3 separate regions of the Sus scrofa genome follow, and all the other regions are linked to region 2. Evidence: chromatin contacts called from public HiChIP or PLAC-seq data. All regions are on one chromosome and are shown on one strand. Each heading gives the region's core, a stretch centred on a gene start, on an enhancer-like site or on the middle of the called end of the contact. The rest is flanking DNA. Distances are from core to core; before and after follow the strand shown. Region 1 has its middle 20 kb from the start of RPS6KA1. Region 2 holds the start of GPATCH3 (GPN-loop GTPase 2). Region 3 has its middle 46 kb from the start of RPS6KA1.

Region 1 (4,408 bases), core at 1,059-3,558, 330 kb before region 2:
GGAGTGGTTCAAGAAAAGGCAAAAAGACACGCCCCCCCCCCAAAAAAAGATCAAATATAAAGTTTGGACTTTGGGTGCTAATGATATATCCAAACAAATGCACCACTCTGGTGTGTGATGTTGACAAGCTGTATGCTGGACCAGGAGGCATATGGAAATGCTGCATCTTTGCTCAATTTTGCTGTGAACTTAAAAAAAAAAATGCTCTTTAATGCCACTGGTACGGCCCTAGAAAAGACAAAAAACAAACAAACAAAAAAAAACTTCTTTAAAAAAAGTCTATCAAGGAGTTCCAGTTGTGTCTCAGCAGGTTAAGAACCCGACCAGTACCCATGAGGATGAAGATTTGATCCCTGGCCTCACTCAGTGGGTTAAGGATCCTGCATTGCTGAAAGCTGCAGCGTAGGTCATAGATGTGGCTCGCATCTGGTGTTGCTGTGGCAATAGGCTGGCAGCTGCAGCTTAGATTCCACCCCTAGCCTGGGAAATTCCATATGCCACAGGTGTGGTCCTAAAAAAATAAATAAATAAATAGTCTACTAAAAAAAAAAAAAAAAAAAAAGCTAAGTCTTATCAATTCCATCCTTAGAGCTGTGTGATTTTGGGAAAGTTACTTAACCCACTGAAACTAAATTTCCTCATCTGCTGGATAGGAGTGATAGTGCTTTACCCTTAGTGAACTGCAAGTTCCCAGGCCAGGGATGGAACCCACAACACAGCAGCGACACAGGCTGCTGCAGTGACAACGCCAGATACTTAACCCACTGCACCACAAGGGAACTCCAAAAGTTACGTTATTTTCATGAGAATGGAGAACTATGAACATGAGAGGGCTTTCCCTACTTAATTATTCATCTTTATTAATCTCTCACATAGTAGATGCTTAGGAAAAGCTGGTTGATTGTTGGAGGACTTGCTGCCTTTGAGAGGGATCATTTTCATCCACAACTTGTATTCAGTAAGCAGGATGCTGGCGGATGCTGGGTGTCCACAAGAGTCCCAGACAGCTGAGCAGGATTGACAGCGACTGGATGAAGGCCTGGTGACCACTCCAACGCCACCACGGCAACCTCAATCCCATTCCTGGAACCTAACTTGGGAGGAAGAGAGCCTCTAAAGCCGGTATCCCCGAGGGATAGATAGCTGCCAGGACCTGGTCCCACGCCCCAGCCCTGTGGAGTCTCCAGGTGCCAGACAGGCGCTGCTCCTTGCGGCCACACGGTGGCAGTTTAGAGCCAAGCTCCGCGCCCTACCTAGGAGGTGCTACGGAGGCAGAGCCCCAACACCACACTCTTGCCAGGACTAGTCACGGCATTCAGGCAGAGAGAGCCATTGGACCTAATTTCACCACAGTCCCTCTGGCTGGACCCTCGATTCCCGATCCTAGGCCGGGGACTTACAGCTCACTTGACTAGTCCTCCGCCCCCCAATTGCTCCCGGGACCACCCCGCCCCGCCGCATGTCCCGCGCAGCACACCTGGCGGGTACTGGGACAGCCCTTGCTCAGATTCAGGCTCCGAGCCCTCCCGACCCAGACCGAGCGTCTAGTCCCACTCCCAAGAGTGCCCGCCGGGAGGGAAGGAGGTGGGCGTGGGCTCGATCTCTGTGGTCCTCGCTGCCCCGACGTCCGGCCTTCTCCAACCCTCTGCTTCCGCTTCCGGGCCTGCATCGCTTCTGAACTTCTCAGAACGCCGCGAACCCCCCCTCCCAATCCTTCAAAGGCAGATCCCAGGGGTTGATAGTAAGGCCAGGGACTGACTTCCAAGGGGTCACCTTGGGAGCTCTGAGAGGCTATCGGTCCCGCGCGGGCACGTGCCAGGGTGGGGCTTTAGGGCGGGGCCTAGGACGGGCGGAGTCTCCGGGCTTCGGTTCCCGCGGGCCAAGGAGGTACCCGAGGCGCGCGCGGGGTGCCGGGAGCACGAACTATGCGGAAATGGGGCGGGGTGGGGGAGGCTCAGAACAAGGAGTTTGGGGGCGCACCGGCGGTGGTTTGAGCGAGCGCGGGGCCAACTAGTGTTGGGAGATGAATGGGCTGGTCCTGGAGTTGGGCGGGGATTTGGGGCCTAAAAGCGAGAAGGGCCCAAGGGGGGAGGGGAGGAGGAGGCGGCAGGAACCCCGCCCACTTTCTGGGCTGGGTTCTTGGAACTGGCCAGGAAATCTTGGGACTCAATCTGGGGGCTAGATCTGTAGGCGATGGTTTTTATAGAGACGGCTGATGGGGGGCCCCCAGCCGGTTGTTATAGAGATAGCCATGGCACTCGTTTCCCCCACCTTCCAGGAACTGCTCACTTGTCCCCCAAGTGGTTGGGGGCTCAGCAGCTCCCTCCACTCGCTGCGGGGCGGCCCCACCCGGAGAACCTCAGCAAAGCCCTGCAGTGCCTGCAGAGCCCGCCCTCATCTTCAGTTTTAACAAGACTGGGGGAGAGAGGTGGTTTGGGGGCCTCAGGCCACAAACATCTAGAAAGAGCTCCAGGCCCGAGGGCCTTTTACCCCCTGCCCCTTACTTGGCTCCTGCAAACCTTACTCTACTTGCAGAGGTATTGGAAGTGTCCCCATGCATAGAAAAGAGGAGCAATTTGAACTGCCTCCTTTCCGTTGTAGTCTGCAAAAGAGTACCTAGGCACAGGAGGGCAGCCCAAACCGCTGAAGACAGGGTGCCCAGTTAGCCCTTCCTGCCCACCGGAGTAGTTGGTAGGAGCTCAAACGGTTTAACATAGGACTGAGGTTCACAGAATCAGAGTCCTTTGCTTTCTGATGCTGTTATGCCGTGGGCCCGGGAAACAAATGGGAACCACCCCACCCCACCCTCGCCACCGCTTTTCCCCTCTTCAGTGTTTTTCTTTTCTTTCTTTCCTCTTCAGTGTTTTTCTTTTCTTTCTTTCTTTCTTTCTTTCTTTCTTTCTTTCTTTCTTTCTTTCTTTCTTTCCTTTCTTTCTTCCTTTCTTCCTTTCTTTCTTCCTTTCTTTCTTCCTTTCTTCCTTCCTTTCTGCCTTTCTTCCTTTCTTCCTTCCTTTCTTTCTTCCTTCCTTTCTTCCTTTCTTCCTTCCTTTCTTTCCTTTCTTTCTTCCTTTCTTCCTTCCTTTCTTCCTTCCTTTCTTCCTTTCTTTCTTCCTTTCTTCCTTCCTTTCTTCCTTTCTTTCTTCCTTTCTTTCTTCCTTTCTTTCTTTCTTTCTTCCTTTCTTTCTTTCTTCCTTCCTTTCTTCCTTTCTTCCTTTCTTCCTTTCTTCCTTCCTTCCTTCCTTCCTTTCTTCCTTTCTTCCTTTCTTCCTTTCTTCCTTCCTTCCTTCCTTCCTTTCCTTTCCTTTCCTTTCCTTTCCTTTCCTTTCCTTTCTTTCCTTTCTTTCCTTTCTTCTCGGCCCCAACTGTGGCATATGGAGGTTCCCAGGCTAGGGGGTCAAATCGGAGTTGTAGCTGCCGGCCTACAGCACAGCCACAGCAACGCGGGGTCCATTCAGTGTTGTTTTTCTTTATGTGAAAGTAATTCATCTATCTCATTTATGTTCTTTTTGGGGGGGGGGTCACACCTACGACATGTGGAAGTTCCCTGGCCAGGGATTGAACCTCCACCACAGCAGCAACACAAGCCTTTGCAGTGACAACGCTGGGTACTTCATCAGCTGAAGCAACATGGGAACGCCTCATGTGTCTTATTTTTTTTAAATGTAAAACTTACAAAATTATGGATTTGGAGTTCTCGTCGTGGCTCAGTGGTTAAGGAACGTGACTATCCATGAGGAAGGGGTTCGATCCCTGGCCTTGCTCAGTGTGTTAAGGATCTGGCGTTGCCACTGACTGTGGTAGAGTTCAAGGATGTGGTGGACCCATAGCCTGGGAACTTCCATATTTGCGGGTGTGGCCCTAAAAAGACAAAAAAAAAAAAAGTATATATATATATATATATAGAGAGAGAGAGAGAGAGATTTGAAAGTTGAAAAACATTCACCTTCACCATTGAGATAGCTGTGGTTTTTCTCATTTATTTGTAACACTTACATATATAAGAATATATACATATATGTGTGTATGTATATATATGGGTCACACTACACATACTGTCTTGCAACTTGCTATATACTGTGGACATTTTTTTGGATTCCTCATTTTTAAAGAGTCCATGATATTCCAGAACATGGGTACCACATAATCCATTTAGTATTTTACTGATGAACATTTAATTTTACGCTTATGTTTATAACGATCTTTATGTTGTTTTTATTTTAAATTACAAATAGGTGCTTATTGTAAAAAATTTTTAAATAAAATATTGATAGGAGTTCCCGTCGTGGCTCACCAGAAACGAATCTGACTAGCATCCGTGAGGATGCAGCATCAATCCCTGGCCTTGCTCAGTGGGTTAATGATCTGGCATTCCTGTGAGCTGTGGTGTAGGTCGCATATGTGGCTCGGA
Region 2 (4,191 bases), core at 789-3,288:
CACTTGAGCCAGAAATCAGTCAAGGTTTAAATCCTTTAGCCTAATGCTGTTCTCCCCTTCAGACTTTTCCGGAATCCCATCCTCTGTTCCCTGACCAGAACCACCTAGTAATTTCATGCCATTTCTCATCACCTCGGCCGAGCTCACAAGTTTCTTTCAGATCTGGTTCCAGTTTTTTCTGCCTCCGGGCAGCATATGGAATTCCCAGGCCAGGGATAGGATCCAAGCCACAGTTGCAACCTACACTGCAGCTGTGACAATGCAGGATCCTTAACCCAATGCGCCAGGCCAGGGATAGAACCTGTGTCCTGGTGCTGGTCCTGTCAAGTTGCATCACAGCAGGAACTCCTCAATCATGCCAAACAATTTAACCTGCCCTGGACGTTTCATGGGCTTTCACATCTCTGTCTGTGTCTTTGCAAATGCCATTTACTTTGAACACCATTCTTCCCCACGAACTCCTGTTTATCTTTCAAGAACCAGAAGAAAAGTCACATTTCCTGATTCCCTCTAGGAAATCGGTTTCTCCCTCCTCTATCATCTCACAGCAGTTGGTGATAGAGCACAGGTTCTGGAGTAAAATGCCTGATTAGTATTGTGACTCTGTCACCTTGGGCAAGTAACATAACTTCTGTATCCTTCAGTTTCCTTATAAAATGGATAACAGTCACTCCCAACTTATAGGATTGTTGTAAGGAGTCAATTAGAAAATGCAAGGCCTAGGAGTTCTCATTGTGGCGCAGTGGAAATGAATCCGACTAGGAACCATGAGGTTGTGGGTTCAATCTGTGACTTTGCTTAGTGGGTTAAGGATCTGGTGTAGGCACAGATGCGGCTCAGATCTGGCATTGTTGTGGCTGTGGCCGGCAGCTGTAGCTCCGATTAGACCCCTAGCCTGGAAGCCTCCATATGTCGTGGGTGCAGCCCTAAAAAGCAAAAAAAAAAAAAAAAAGGGAAGAAAGAAAATGCAAGGCTTAGAACAGTGCCTAGTACATGCACGGGAATAGTTAACAGGACGGCATCTCTTTGACAACTACCATTTTTACAAATCTATCTTTCTCTCTGGATTCTAAGCACAAATTATTACCAACTCTTCTCTTCATACCAACTAGAGTCACAGTAGGTCTAGTAGTATTGGCTAGATTTGTTGAATGAATGAATGAGAGGATTCTGCACTGTTTTCTGTTTCCCTATCAAACTGATTTCCCATGAAAGTGAGAGCTATCCAGAGAAAAGCGTTTGTCTCTTCATGCGCATTTTGCCAAGAGAAGACTGGTGGGGAGCAACAGAGTGCTACAAGAACAATATCCGATTTCCTTTTCCTCCTTCTGTATCAGTGCAAGATCAAAAGGGTCTCAGAAAGGACTTAATAAATTGGAAAAGATCATCAGAATAAGACTCTTTCCGTCTCCCCCACCCCCAAGTTTTACTAACGTGAAGTTGAGCCTGAAGCTTTGTCTAGAAATGATCTAAACTCCTGAAGAGCCCTAACGAGAGACTTGACTTATTCTCATCACTCAAGCCTCTGTCCCAGTGCCTGCAAGCCCAATCTATTATCTGTCCCATCCGTACCTGATGTCTCAGTAGGTAGTCGAAGTCTGCGGATGACACAACAACCAGGTAACCAAGTCCCCTGAGAATCCAGCCACCGGCGGCCGGAGTACATGCGGAGAAACCTCTGGGCTTGAGCTTCCCCCCGTATGGAGACCACGCAGCAGCAGGTGTGGGGCTGGGCGGGAGCAGAGTCCTGAGTGGAGAGAGCACGGGCATCTTTGACTGAAGTCTGGGCGAGACCCTGGCCGAGAGGAGTTAGGGCAGAATCCGGAGGAGCCCGGGAAGGGGCCCTCTCCGGCCGATGCCGGTAGTGGAAACAAATGAAGCCACAGCCGCGTTCTTCCCGGAACTGGCTAAAGTAATTCCGTAGCTGGGCTGAACGCAACGCCGAAGGGATACCACTCACTATCAGATAAACTGCTGCCTCTTCTTCCGCCTCGCTGGACACTGCCATCTTAGATGTCACATGATCGGCTGGAACCAATTCTCGCGAGAGCATCGCGAGCTGCGCTGAGGCGTCGCAATGCTGCGTAACCTGTGATTAGTCCGCGGGGGTGGTGAGTGTGGGACTAAGGTTGGGAAAGTACTGGACGCTTTCCACAGACAAGCCGGGGATGATGGATAAAACTCACCCGAGAAAGGAGGTTACAACGCTCTTTCATAAGGCTCTAATGATCAAATTAGAAGCCTGAGGGAGGGACAGTGTTTAGGGTTTTTAGCTGCTAGGGATCCCCCAAACCCAATCTCAGTTCTTTATCACTTTAGAGCCTTTCAGTCGTTAAAACATTTTTCTTCCAGACTGTATTGATGAACTCCCAACAATCAGTAAGGAAAAAATTACCCAGTTGAAAAGTGGGCCGAAGACACCTTCACAGAAGAGAAACACATCCCATTAACAATGGAAGATGCACAGTCTCAATCCTTCGGGAAATGTAACGAGACCCACTTCTCAGCCACCAGATTGGTAAACATTTTTAAATCCTCAAATCCTTTTTTTTTTAATAATTTTTGGTCCCTCTGCAGCATATGGAGTGCCCTGGCCAGGGATCGTATCACAGCCGTAGTTGCAACCTAAGCTTCATTAGTGGCAACCTGGATCCTTAACCCACTGTGGTGGCAGGGGCTCGAACCTGCGTCCCAGCACTCCGAGGACAGCGGGAACTCCCTCAAATCCTTTTTTAAATCCTGATGATGTAAAGCAACTGGAGCCTCCATATGCTGTTGGAAGTGTAAACCGGTACCACCACTTTGGAAAACACTTTGACATTACCCTGTAAAAGTGAAACTACATACCTTTTGACCCAGCAATTCCACTTCTATTTACATACTTTGAAGAAATTCTTGCATATCAGGAGATATACTGACAATACTGAGTCTTGCTCAAGCCTTGTGATCCTAGAAAGCAGCAAAAGTTAAGAAACCCCTCCCACCCGTTTGTGTTCCAGAACATAATTTACTGCAAAGAAACAAAAAAAAAACCCTTTTCAATACCTTCCCTCTCCCTATTGCAATATTTCCTTTCCTCCCTTGTAATAATAATTTCAAAAAACGTCTCTCCTTGTTAAGTACAGATTTGTTCTTTTTTTTTTTTTTTTTTTTGTCTCTTTAGGGCAGCACCCTCAACATACAGAGGTTCCCGGGCTAGGGGTCTAATTGGAGCCGCAGCTGCTGGCCTATGCCAGATCCGAGCTGTGTCTGCGACCTACACTACAGCTCACGGCAACGCTGGACCCTTAACCCACTGAGCAAGGCCAGGGATCAAACCCACAACCTCATGGTTCCTAGTCGGATTTGCTAACCACTGAGCCACAATGGGAACTCCCAGATTTGTTCTTTATTTGGCATATATATGAATATTTATAGCTGCAGGGTTTGAGAGCAAAACCTGGCATTCAGGACTACTCAGTTCAGGTATATGATGTTGACTGAAGATAAGCCAGTCAGAAAACACAGAGTATTCCACTTTATATAAAGCTCAAAAAATACAGATCAAAAAACATTTTTCGAGGATACACAAGTAAGTATACTTTAGCATCATAAAAGTAATGATTACCCCCAAATTTAGGGTAATTATGACCTTTGTGTGGAGGTGATAGATTTAGAAAGAGACTTCAGGAGTTCCCCTTGTGGCTCAGTAGGTTAAGAACCTGATGAGTACCCAGAGGATGTGGGTTTGATCCCTGGCCTCACTCAGGGGGTTAAGGATCCGGCATTTGCCACAAGCTTCGGCCTAGGTCATCACAGATGTGGCTCAAATCTGGCAGATTGCGTGGCTGAGGCATAGGCTGTCAGCTGCAGCGCCAATTCAGACCCTAGACTGGGAACTTCCGTGTGCTGCAGGTGCCACCATAAAGAGAAAAAAAAAAAGAGAGAGAGACTTCAGAAGTTGATGGTGATAATGATCTATGGAACAATGATGGGGGTTCATTGTATTGTTATTCTTTATTACTTTACATGTATTTTATAAATGTTTTGTTTTACTGAATATTTAATTAAAAATCTTAAAAGGGAAGGAGTTCCTGTCGTGGCACAGTGGTTAACGAATCTGACTAGGAACCATGAGATTGCAGGTTCGATCCCTGGCCTTGCTCAGTGGGCTAAGGATCTGGCGTTGCTGTGAGGGTGGTGTAAGTTGCA
Region 3 (4,676 bases), core at 2,165-4,664, 270 kb before region 2:
CTGACACAAGGTACTGAGCCCCTGACTTGAGTGTGTCCCACCTCTCTGTGCAGTGAAACCAACATTTCCCATCCCACCCACTGTCTGAGATTGTCCATCATCCCAGCTGGGATCCCGAGCATCATCCCTGACTCCTTCCCCCACTTCTAACATCCAACAAGCTTCCTGACCCCATCAGTATTGCTCCCCAAATATTTTTGAGGGCCACCGTCTCCTCTCCATCCTTCTTGTCTGCCTCACTTTTTTTGTTCTTTGCCAGTTTACTATCCCCTTCCGTCTTTTATCTCCCCAGCACCCTCCCCTTAGAATCACAGATCTGACCCAGCATCTGCCCTGGAGTGGCTTCTCTGTCTACAGAGAAATCTCAGACATCCCAGCCTGACAGTGTCCTGTGTGATCCGGTCCCTGCTGAGCACCAGCATCAGCTCTCATAACTTGTCCCCAAACTGCTCACAAGACCTGAACTTGCCAGGCTCTTGCCTCCACTGAATTTTGCCTGGGTAACTTCTACTCATTGTTTCGGAAGATTCGCGTGACACCTCCGGGAAAGCAACGAGGACACCCTGAGGAGGGTCTGGGAGCCCCAGACACTCATTCTCCATCTCCTTGTATATCAGGCTGCTTTGGAAATAGCTGATGATGTGTTTTCTCTCGACCAGTCTGTAAACTCAAAGGCGTGGGGCTGTGTTTTGTTCCTTCCCTTATCCCGAGCACCTGGCACCAGGCCAGGCACGAGATATTTTGGTCCTCAGCTAGTTATTGATGAATGGGTGAATGAGAGAGAATGCAGGAACAGTGGACATGTGGTGCTGGAGGAAGCCTAGAAACTTCACCCACGGAGTTGCAGGAGCCTGGAAAGGCATCTAGGGAGGAGGAAAGGAAGCTGATGCTGAGGCACTAAGCAGTTAGTGTCTTGTGCCAGGCCCCAGAGGGAAGATTCAAGGAAATGATGATGGGTCGAGTGGGAATCCACAGCTGCTTTCTCAGCAGCCAAACCTCAAAACTCAAATCCTTCACCTCCCTGAGCCTCCGTTTCCTACTTGCTAAATGGGGATCCTAACCTGTGCTCACCTCATAGCATCTCCTGAAGAGCAAAAGAGCAAGTGAATATGAAAGGGTTTGGGGAGGAAAAAAGAGCAGCTTGTGGTTCATCTTTTTCTCACTTTCACAAGTTCAGGATGGCCCCCCCAAGAACTCAGTGGACTCCAGAAACCGTTCCCAATCTCCAGCATCTCAGCCAGGAGCTTCCCTCTCTGAGTGCTGACTCCCTGGGTAACCCACTAAGAGAAATAACCCGGCTTGGGGAAACACACTGTTGGTCCACATGTCCCCAAGTTCCAGAGTCACCTTTTCCTTTAACACTTAACAATCCTGAGCCCCCCACCCTGAGGGTGCCCCCTCCCGGGAAATGCCAGCTCCAGTCTATTAAACCAAGTCTCACTATGTGGAGGCGCTGGATGCCAGGTGTTTTCCAGGTTTTGTTTCATTTGATCCTCATGTGAAGGAGGTATAATTAATTCCATTTCACACTTGAGAATTTTTTTTTTTTAATGAGAGTTGCAACGTTTATTTCAGGTTCTCTCTTGGGGTGTGTGTGTGTGTGTGTGTGTGTGTGTGTGTGTGTGTGTGTGTGTGTGTTTTATCCCTTTTGCAACTCAGGCAGTATGTGGAAGTTCTTGGGCCAGGGATCCAACCTATGCCATACAGAGGCAACCAGAGCCACATCAGTGAGAACACAACAGCCTCAACCCCCTAGGCCATCAGGGAACTCTCTCACACGTAAGAAAGTTGAAGCTAGGAGTTAAAAGATTTGCCCAAAGCTGTGGGATGGAAATCCTGTGAAATCAGATTGTTACGATCATTATACAACTACAGATGTGATTGAATAAATAAATAAATAAAATAATTTAAAAAAAAAGATTTGCCCAAGGACACAGCTCTGTGGCAGAACAGAACTCAAGGCGAAGTCTGGGTGGTTCTGAAACTCACTCTTAACAGCTCTCTGCTTCCAGGATGCCCAAGATCTCCTTCCATGCTCCTTAGGCCTGTCTGGTTGCCCCTCTTCCCCTCAGCCAGCCATGTGGTCAGAAAGGGTCCTATAATATTGGGGGCTGGTTTCAATCAAGGGATGTAGTTGTTAGAAAGTTATATTTCCCGGCTGGCAAACAGCAGAGAACAAGTTGGGGAATTTGGGGAGTTTCCTATGGAGTCTCAGAAGGTAGTGAGTTCCCCATCGCCTGACCTGCGTGTGCAGAGAACTAATGAGACTTGACAAGATCTTAGAGGAGATGCCTGATCCCCATAGGAGACTGTTTAGATGATTTTACACACCCCCTCTGAGTCTCCAGTTCTCAATTTTTCTTGCATTTTACCCACTTCACGTTTTGTGTTTTTCATGATTATTTCTGAAAAGGCACCCTCAGAGGAAAGGCTGGTTTCCCACAAATGTGAAGCATCCAAACATTGGTACTTTGGTTAACACATGGATTTAATCCTTGATTTGGCCTTTCATTTAGTGGCTATGACAGCAGGCATGATTTATTGAGTTCTTGCTTTATACTGAGCACAATAAACGTCACCCCTAATACTCACAGCGATCTCATAAGGCGATTTGCTCATTTCCATCTCAGAACAAGGAAACTGAAGCTAAGAAAGGAAACTTGCCCCCAGGCCCCCAGCAAGGTTTCCAGCCCAGGTCTGTTTGGTCCCAAAGCTGATACCATGCCACCTTTCTGCATGGGCTAAATTTCATCCCACAGTGACTCACAAAATCTCACAGTCAAAAGGGCTCTGAAGGCCCAGACCCAGTCTCCACCCACAACAGGAATCTCCCACAGAGGATTATCCAGGTTCTGTTTAAAACCACCAGCGACTGCGGTGACCCCACCACATCACAGGGCAGTTCCCCACGCGGCCGGAAAGTTCCTCCACTTTGAACTGAGGTCTTCTGAGTAGCTTCCATTTCTCGGGGAGGGGGGGGGTTCCCACTAACTCCAAGGACTCGAGGGAGAGATGACTCAGCAGTAGCAAGAGGGAAACTAAATGACACTCCCACCCCCAGCCCCACCCCCCGTGAAGGCAGCAGCAAACCCAGGCAAAGTGTCCACACTAAGACTGTGCTGTCAAGAAAGACGTGAAGGTGAGCAGGAGGGTGTCTCAGGCCATCCCCGTCCCCAGGACTGTGCAGTGGGTCCCCCCTCCTCCTGGCCTACTTATCCTTGAAGGCAGGAGGGGTGGTGGGAACAGAGCCCTGCTGGACTTGAAGTCAAACAGACCTGCAATCACACCTCTGCCCCAACATTGACCTGTTCTTGGGGAAATCATTTCACTGCTCTGAGGTTTCCCCACCTGCCAAACAGGGCTGTTGTGAGCGTTAAGAGAGAGGGTGTGTCTACAGAGCCACTGGTTACAAGCAAACGGCAACCTACTAGCAAACGGCAACTAGGAAGCCATCTACAGCTGTGGTTAAGCGCAGACTCTTGGGTCAGGGCTGTCCTGGTTTTTTTGTTTTTTGTTCTTTTTTTTCTTGAAATATAAGCATTTCTGGGTTAGAATCCAACTTTGCTTGGATTCTAACCCAGAATCCAAGGGTGACCTCGCGCAAGTCATTTAACCTTTCTGCCTTGATTTCCCCATCTTTAAAATGGGAATTAGTGATAGCATCTACTCTTTGGTGAAGACTAAACTAAGTACTGCTTCAGAAGCTCATGGCACAGGCCTGACACATAGGACATGCTTACCACGTGTTGGCTGCTACCCACTCCCTCCTCCCAGAGCACAGCCTCCAACTTCTCCGTTCTCCCCCTCCCTCTCTCTCTTTTCCCCTCCCTATTTCAGGCAGAGAGAACCAAGTTCAGAGCAGGGATACAGGTCAATTCATCTGAGCATCTTTTTCCCATGGGGAGAGAAGGAGCTGTCTCATAAGGACCTTCTCTCTCTTTTCCTCTCCTACCCCAGAGCTTCTCTCTGAGTTAGAACTCCTGTTTATGACTCAATCTGAAACTTCTTTTTATAAGTAATTTCCTCTGTTTCTCTTCCCTTCTTCCGCTCCACACCCACCCCTCGGGCTGTGGGCTGAACTGAGAACTCGAGGAGCAGATGACGCATGCTTGAGCTGGCCTGAGGCCTGCACCTGGGACGGGCCTAGAGTCACTCACCCATTACAGAATCTTCTTACCTGTGTGATCTTGGTCAAGTCACTTGGCCTCACTGAACTACAGTTTCCTCATCTACAAACGATCCTCAGATGGTTATAAAAGTAAAGGCACTAGGAGTTCCTTGGTGGTTAAGAATCTGCCATTGTCCCTGCTGTGACTCTGCTGTGGAGCAGGTTCTGATCCCTGGCCTGGGAATTTTTGCATGCCGTAGGTGTTGTCAAAAAAAAAAAAAAAAAAAAAAAAGAAGAGGCTTTCCCGTTGTGGCTCAGTGGTTAACGAATCCGACTAGGAACCATGAGGTTGCAGGTTCGATCCCTCGCCTCGATTAGTGGGTTAAGGATCCAGTGTTGCCGTGAACTGTGGTGTAGGTTGCAGACGCAGCTGGGATCCCGAGTTGCTGTGGCTCTGGCATAGGCCAGTGGCTACAGCTCTGATTCAACCCCTAGCCTGGGAACCTCCATATGCTGCGGGAGTGGCCCTAGAAATAGCAAAAAAGACAAAAAAAAAAAAAGGAAAAGA

The links. HiChIP or PLAC-seq counts read pairs in DNA pulled down with a chosen protein or histone mark.
Region 1: a contact with region 2 is called in an H3K27ac HiChIP or PLAC-seq map of alveolar macrophages. The contact joins the enhancer-like site here to the promoter of GPATCH3 in region 2. A contact is called at or near these places in 1 of 5 promoter capture datasets (fetal liver), 6 of 47 Hi-C or Micro-C datasets (alveolar macrophages, embryonic fibroblasts, mesenteric adipose tissue and 2 more) and 2 of 2 datasets of contacts at active chromatin or transcription factors (alveolar macrophages and skeletal muscle).
Region 3: an H3K27ac HiChIP or PLAC-seq map of alveolar macrophages shows a contact between it and region 2, with 6 times the contacts expected there. The contact joins the enhancer-like site here to the promoter of GPATCH3 in region 2. A contact is called at or near these places in 3 of 5 promoter capture datasets (fetal liver, fetal skeletal muscle and liver), 11 of 47 Hi-C or Micro-C datasets (adipocytes, adipose tissue, blood and 5 more) and 1 of 2 datasets of contacts at active chromatin or transcription factors (alveolar macrophages).

The regions. Positions count from the first base shown.
Region 1 is chr6:83,882,618-83,887,025 of Sscrofa11.1, forward strand. No RefSeq gene overlaps it. Among named protein-coding and RNA genes, the nearest start is that of RPS6KA1, 20 kb to the right of the region's middle. Within about 2 kb of position 2,309, at least 74 of the 83 cell types and tissues checked have an H3K27ac peak or open chromatin away from gene starts, as enhancers often do. A contact at or near this core is called in alveolar macrophages, embryonic fibroblasts, fetal liver and 4 more, where this site is marked.
Region 2 is chr6:84,216,672-84,220,862 of Sscrofa11.1, forward strand. It overlaps GPATCH3 (GPN-loop GTPase 2), which reads right to left and starts at 2,039. Exons shown (of 11, transcript XM_003127719.5): 1 at 1,573-2,039. The coding sequence starts at 2,008.
Region 3 is chr6:83,949,082-83,953,757 of Sscrofa11.1, forward strand. No RefSeq gene overlaps it. Among named protein-coding and RNA genes, the nearest start is that of RPS6KA1, 46 kb to the left of the region's middle. Within about 2 kb of position 3,415, at least 25 of the 83 cell types and tissues checked have an H3K27ac peak or open chromatin away from gene starts, as enhancers often do. A contact at or near this core is called in alveolar macrophages, liver and retroperitoneal adipose tissue, where this site is marked.